Linked DNA regions of Gossypium hirsutum: region 2 is linked to region 1. A link is a contact called in public Hi-C data. All regions are on one chromosome and are shown on one strand. The core of a region is the stretch at or near the end of the contact, and the rest is flanking DNA. Distances in the headings are between cores, read along the strand shown.

The links. A called contact is a pair of places that touch in the nucleus more often than the background predicts.
Region 2: a contact with region 1 is called in a Hi-C map of hypocotyl, with 2.1 times the contacts expected there. The contact joins the promoter of LOC121208476 here to the promoter of LOC107915107 in region 1. A contact is called at or near these places in 2 of 34 Hi-C or Micro-C datasets (hypocotyl and leaf).

What each region holds. Positions count from the first base shown.
Region 1 is chrA10:72,400,297-72,403,826 of Gossypium_hirsutum_v2.1, forward strand. It overlaps LOC107915107 (probable xyloglucan galactosyltransferase GT14), which reads right to left and starts at 1,980. Exons shown (of 3, transcript XM_041079176.1): 1 at 1,034-1,980; 2 at 378-951.
Region 2 is chrA10:72,705,018-72,708,547 of Gossypium_hirsutum_v2.1, forward strand. LOC121208476 (protein RALF-like 32) reads left to right here and starts at 2,012. Exons shown (of 1, transcript XM_041079183.1): 1 at 2,012-2,589. The coding sequence starts at 2,115. The coding sequence ends at 2,453. It overlaps LOC107915103, which reads left to right and starts at 341. Exons shown (of 2, transcript XM_016844239.2): 1 at 341-687; 2 at 897-1,223. The coding sequence starts at 543. The coding sequence ends at 1,054.

The sequences.
Region 1 (3,530 bases), core at 730-3,229:
AGACACTTATCTCAAGGGGGGAAGGAAGTATTCCTCAAGGCGGTTTTGCAAGCCATTCCAACCTATTCAATGGCATATTTTTTATTACCGAAATCATTATGTTCGGAATTAGAAAGCATCATAGCTACTTTTTTGTGGCAAAAAAGTTATGGCAAGAGGGGGATACATTGGAGTACGTGGCAAAATCTTTGTCTTTTAAAGGAGAAAGGGAGTCTTGGTTTTCGTAATTTATGCCAGTTTAATATTGCGTTGTTAGCTAAGCAAGGATGGTGTCTTCTTACTTATCTGAATTCATTGTTAGCGAGAGTTCTTAAAGCTAAATATTTTTTACAGTCGGATTTTCTTAACACTCAGTTAGGTAACCTACCTTCACTTACCTGGAAGAGTATCTAGGCTGCCACAGGCTTGTTTCAGGATGGGCTGTGTTAGAGAGTTGGACGAGGGACTGGAATTTTTATATGGGATGACTGTTGGATCCCAGGTACCAATTTAGGAGAATGGCCCAACAGAGATGATAATGGAATTAAGTTAGTTGCAGACTTAATAGAAGTCGCAGACAGAAAATGGAAGGCAAACTTGATTAGGCGTACCTTGCCAACAGAAATTGCCCTCAAAATAATGCAGATTCCTTTAGCAGAACTCCTCATGAGGATTTCCAAGTGTGGAAAGGTGAACCATCAGGAGAATTTTCAGTGAGGAACGGCTACAAACTATTACAAGAGTCTAGCTTGGATCCTAATTTTTGTTTAATACAGGCCGACATTAAGGATTTTTATAAAAAGCTATGGAATCTACAACTTCCTTCCAAAATAGCAATTACAGTATGGAAAATATCCTGGAACTATCTTCCTACTCTCATTAATTTAAAATACAAACGAGTTACTAGTAATGTAGCATGTCCTCGTTGCGGAAGAGAGGAAGAAGATATCACTCATATCTTTCGGCAGTGTCCTATAACAGTTGAGGTATGGCAATTATTAGATCTATCCTGGATTATTGGAAGTACGAATCAGGGATTCTGGAAATGGATCACTTGGGTTTTCAAGAGGAGTACTACTGAGCAGTGTAAAAGGATCTGTTCTGGTATGTGGTTTATTTGGAACTCGCGAAATATACTCATACATGAAAGAAAATTGGAGACAGGAGAGAGTTATCACATAAAATTAAAAAATATATAGCCGAACTTGAAGGTCTGGAGGAGAGAACAAGTACCTCAAATATGAATTATAGTCACAGTCTTCGAGAGCCTCATAACGAAGTGACGATTACATTTGACGCAGCCTTTGATAAAAGGATTCTTAAATCAGCATCAGGGGTGGTGGTCTGGGGCCAGTCAGGTAGATTCTCCGCAACAAAGACAGTCCTGCACAAAAATGTTCCTTCTCCTTTTGCCGCAGAAGCCCTTGCAGGTCTACAAGCGACAAAACTAGGGATTACGATGAATCTCCCCTCAGTAACGGTCATAGGGGATTCCCGGACAATCATCAAGAAATGCCAATCCATGGAGAAAGATAAGTCAGTCATAGGGGCTATTATTCACGACATCCAGAGCAAGAAGATTAGTTTTCAAAATATCTGATTCCAGTTTATAAACAGAACACATAACGTATTTGCAGACAAGATCGCTCGAGAAGCTTTAAAGAAATAAGAGGAGACATACCTAGTGCAAGCGAATGGGGGTTTCTCTCTGTATCCGGAAGGGCACTGGAGAAGAGAACCAGACTAAGGAGTGAAGTATGAGGGAAGAAATGAAATGGGTAGCAGGTAAAGAAAATTTTGAAACGGCTACCATCTGAAACAAAAGGGACAGATGATGGGACAAGAAGACGAAAAAAGGTCTACGGCTATTTTTTTTATTCGACTAGTCTTAAAGATTAGGTTTCCTTTTTCTGCAGCATTTATTATTTTTGTTTTTTCTGTAGTTCCTTTACATTTGCTTTTACTTTACTCATGGCAGACTAAAACCGCCATTTCTTAATTCAAACCTTAGCCCAGTTTAGATGACCCAGTTTGGGTGGTCTTATTTTTGGCCTTCTTTTTTATATAAATACAAGATCTAGTCGTTTCTCTTAAAAAAAATATTGATTTAATAAAAATATATATTTAAAATATTTATAACAAAAGAAAAAAATATTTATTTTGAAACAATGAATTTAAATAATTGACCAGAGAATAAAAGACATGTTATATTTTTGTTTTTACAATAAGGATTTAATATCCTAAAACACAAATAAAAGTAAGGTAAATTATTTAGTTGGTTACTCAATTTTTAGAATATTTTTATTTTTGTTATTCAGGCATTAAATTTTTAATGGTAGTTAACTGTACATAAAACTTTATATTTATACTTTCATTTTAGTTACCCAAAAAATCTTTTTTTTAAGTATTGGTTGAGGTAAAACAATTAAGAATTAAAGTGAAAAAATTGTAGAAACTAAAATAATACCAAAAATTTATCAAATTGTATTTGTTTATCCCATTTCTGAAAATCATTACAATTAATTAATTAATTGTTTGTTCTTCGTTTGGGTAAAAAATTAATAAATAAAACTATGAATTTTGTTTGGTATGAAAGATAAAATTAATTAAATTAATTAATTGCAAAGATTTTTCTTTACTTTTAGCTTAGTATGGAAGATTCAAGATACTATAATCAAAAGAAATTTATGTTTCATAGAAAATTATTAAAAATGAGTTATTTCAGTTTATTTTAATTTGAAAAAATAAAATAAAATAAAATTTAAACTTTTAGAAGGAGATTAAATTATTTAGTTCCAATATTATAGTAATAAATCAGTTGACATTATCAAGGGATATAATTTTTCAATAAGTTATTTAATTGATTTTGATGTTTTAAAGTTTAAAATTTTAATATTGAAAAAAAAATTAGAACTTCCAGAAATGGGGTTAAATAAGTACAATTTGACAATTTTTTTAATGCATTATTTTAGTTTCTACCGTTTTTCACTTGAATCCCTAATACTTTTTACCCTGATCAATAAGTAAAAAAAAAACCTTTTTTGGGGTGACCAAAATGAAAGCAACCTAGAATATGGGTGACCAATATGAAAGTATAAACATGATGCGACATGTATAGTTAACCATCGTTTGAGATTTAATGCTTGGGTGACTAAAATGAAAGCACCTTAAGAGTTAGTTGACGAAATTGGAAAGATTTTATTTTGGATGGCCAAAATGAAAGCACCCTAAAAGTTTGGTGGCTAACTAGAAAGTTTACCCTAAAAGAAAGGTTATTTTTATCTTAGCAAGCCTTTTTTACTTTTCATCTACATGGGAAAGTTACTTTCTCACAATTATCAATGAAATCACTTTCCATAACTTGTAAGAAAGTAATTCCCAAGGGATATTACATTCCAAGGAAATTAAACCAAATGTTGTATACCAAACAGTGGAATCACATTCCAACCAATTAAATTCCTTAAAAAGTGATAACTTTTCATCATACCAAATGCTTTCTAAAAGTACAACTAGTTTGTTGGAATAAAATAGAATAATAATGTAATTGTAAC
Region 2 (3,530 bases), core at 762-3,261, 300 kb after region 1:
AATAAAATAGAGGACCATATTGAAAAGCGCGAATAACATGGAGGGACCAAATGGGGACATATTCCCCGCCCTCCGAAACGTACCGTTCCAAGAGGACCAAATCAAAACTAAAATAAAATTCTAGGGTATAAATTAAAAATAAGAAAAAACTGGATTAAAAAATTAAAAAATGCGGAAGGACCCACAAAACAAATAGACCATCTGGTCAAAAACGCGCAGACCTTAACTGGAACGAGTCGAGTCGATCCTTTTCACACCAAAACGACGCCGTTTAGTGCCAATGGGCACTAAGCCAAAACAACACCGTTTTGTATCACTATTTAAATTAAATTTTTCAGATTTTTTTTCATTTTAACATTCTTCTAAAAAAAAAACAAAAGAAATCTCTCAACTCTCTCTTGTTCTCCAGAATCTGGCCAAAGGGGGGTGGATTCCACGATGGCCACTGTCGTCGACGATAGGCTCCGCCCGTCTCTGGTGGCCGGAAAGCACCATAAGACCCCCATTTTGAACGTTTTGGCTACTGGAGCCTGGATCTGGAGATGGTTTTCATCACAACTCTGCCAAAAATGGTAAAATCTGAAAGAAACCCTTCGACTTCTCTCTTGTCACACCGAAAAAAAGCCGTCCATCATCGAGGACGACGTCCTCTCCCTCACTCGCGGCGATGGAAATCGAAACAAGTCGGTAAGTTTTAATTTTTATTATATCTTATGCCCTTCTTTTTTTTAAATGATAAAAATAAAAATAGATAACAGGTAAAATGAAGCAAATCACCTTTTGCAATTTCTTTTTTTGATTTCTTTAATGCTTTTTAGCCGAATACAAAAAGTTTGCTACTGTTTTTACTGTATATTTGCTTCGTTTCTGCTTTCCCCTTTTTTGCTTGTTTGCAGGCATTGACGAAGGCGCAGAAGGAATTTTTTTCCATTTCGGTGCAAGCTTGCAGAAGGACCTCGGGATAAGGCGCCTCGAGACAAGGAGTGGGCAACGTGGCCGAGGAGAAACAACGCGGGGGAAGCCTCTAAGGTTTTGTTTTACTGAAAATGTTTAATCACTTTGGGCCATTGGGCTTGTATTTGGGTTAGGGTTAATTTTGGGCTTCATTTATTTTTTTGGGCTTGTAACAAAAACTTGGATTTTAAAAAATTTTATTTTCTGGCAAGCCAGGCAAATTGGGCCTATTACATAGGTTATCATTTAATACATTAATAATTCATTGATTTTGACATCTTCAGATATTTATATTATGGTTAATTTTAAAATAATGACGACGTACTTTAACTATTATTACTTATGACACGCCCGTAATGTTGGTAAAATTTTTTATGTAACAAAATTATTAAAAAAATTGATATAAAAATAAAATATAATTTTAGTTAAAATGGTAAGATTAAAGTAGTGAAAATTATAATATTTTGGGCTCAAATTTCATAACTTCCATAATGTATATACGTTGTTTTTTTATTTATATAAAAAATAAATAAACACCCATAAAATAATATTTATTACTTTATTAAAAAAATACTAATTTTAAATCTAAATTAAGATCTAATTAATAAGTGTCACCTACTCAATATGGATTATACTCACCAAGTCTAATAATTAGTCATGGATTAAAAATTTTGGCCTATGCGACAAATATCATCGTCCCATCTCAACATGAAAAAGGAAAACATAAATCTTTAATATATCTATAATTATTTGTAAATTTAAATATTATGTGTTATGTCATACTTTGTGTAACATTTTTTGGGCCCTTTTACCAAGTTGATCCTCCAAAGTACAAAAAAAAAATAATAATAAATGGTGAAACAACTTAATAAATCGAGACCTATGAGACTCGAGGCCATATCTAACGGAGATGAAAATTTTATTATTCCGATCAAACCTCACCCTAAAAACTTCATTGTTTTTAATTATGAGATCATATGCGTCTAAAGAAAAAAGGGCATGATTGGGGTTAGGTGAAGTGCGGTCCTGAGCTTATTCGTCCGTAATGGAGCTTCCACTAGTGCCACTTTCCGAGAAAAGAAAATGTTGTTTTAAAGTTCTAAAAAGTTCTCAACTACTTCAATTTTCAATGTCAAACCAAAGCATACAAATCCAACATTATGAAATCTCTCCATTTCTTCTTCCTTCTGTTCTTCTTCACCTTAAGTTGTTTTAGCCAAATTGAGTCCTCAACCGTTAATGATGTGCTCATGCACTGCAATGGATCTATCAGAGTGTGCAATGAAGCAAACGAGATGCTAATGGAGTCAGAAATAAGCCGCAGGTTTCTAGAACAGAAAAGGTATATATCTCCCGGCGCACTTAAAAGAGATCAACCAGTCTGCCGCGGTGGTGCTGGGGGTGAAGCTTATAGTAAAAGTGGCGGCTGCCTCCCAGAACCATCCAACCCTTACAACCGAGGATGCTCCAAGTACTATCGTTGTAGGTCTGATTCATGATCCGAAGCCGGTCACACCCATTACAACCAAAAATATGAAATTTTCTTGTTCAACTAATATTCATTTACATTCCAAGTATACCATGTTTTTACAGTATTCTTTAATCGTTATAATTGTTAATTAACTCGTTAATCAATTATCATCCTTCTTAAATTATTCAATGTTATCTATATCTTTGTCTTTGCTAATATAAGCTTAACAAAGCAAACTAACTGTTAGAGCATTATCTCGATGAGGGTGGCTCACACGACAGTACCGAGAATTTAAGGGTTCACGACCATATCGAGAGTTATAATGGGGTGGTTTACACAATAATATTGAGAGCCACAATGGTTTACACAGCAAAATCGTGCCCAAAGCCATAATGAGAACCTAAAGGTATCACCTTGCATCCATTCTCTCAACGAAGCATAAGTTTGAATCTCCAACTTTTTAATTTACATGATTTTATCTATTTAGATTTTATTGAGGGAAACTAATTTTTTCGAAAAAAATATCTTCAAAGCGTCGTCTGTTAAGTAGTTAGAATTGCCCTCAACAATCAAAAGTATTGTCCTCTTTTAGGATTTTGTTTTCCAATTTCATGAAAAACCATATGAATTCACAGAGTGAGCTCCTTAATAGAATAGATATATATCCGTAATCTCATGAAAAAAATAAAATATTAATAATGGAGAATACACACAAAAATTCAAACCACCAACCAAAACATAACATAACTAATCTTTTCCTTGAGTTAATTATTGAAGTGATACCATATAGTAATATGCGGGTGTGAGATAAGCACAAGTTAAAAGTTATAAAATGCTTATCTTTTAAATATATATACATACCAACACTCCCATACTAACTTGTTGGTCAATATTTAAAGAAGTGAAAAACAGCCAGCACGCACTGAAATTGTAAGACTTTTAAAATGATTCAGTTCCTCTCAATCTTTCACTTCCGGTTTTTTTGTCACTGTTATACACCTTGTCTTACGGGTGGCCTACATATTGCCGTCTCAAAGAATTTTAATGGTCAATATCTGTTACTATTATGTTACCATGATCTTCCATTTACTATTACATTTTTTGT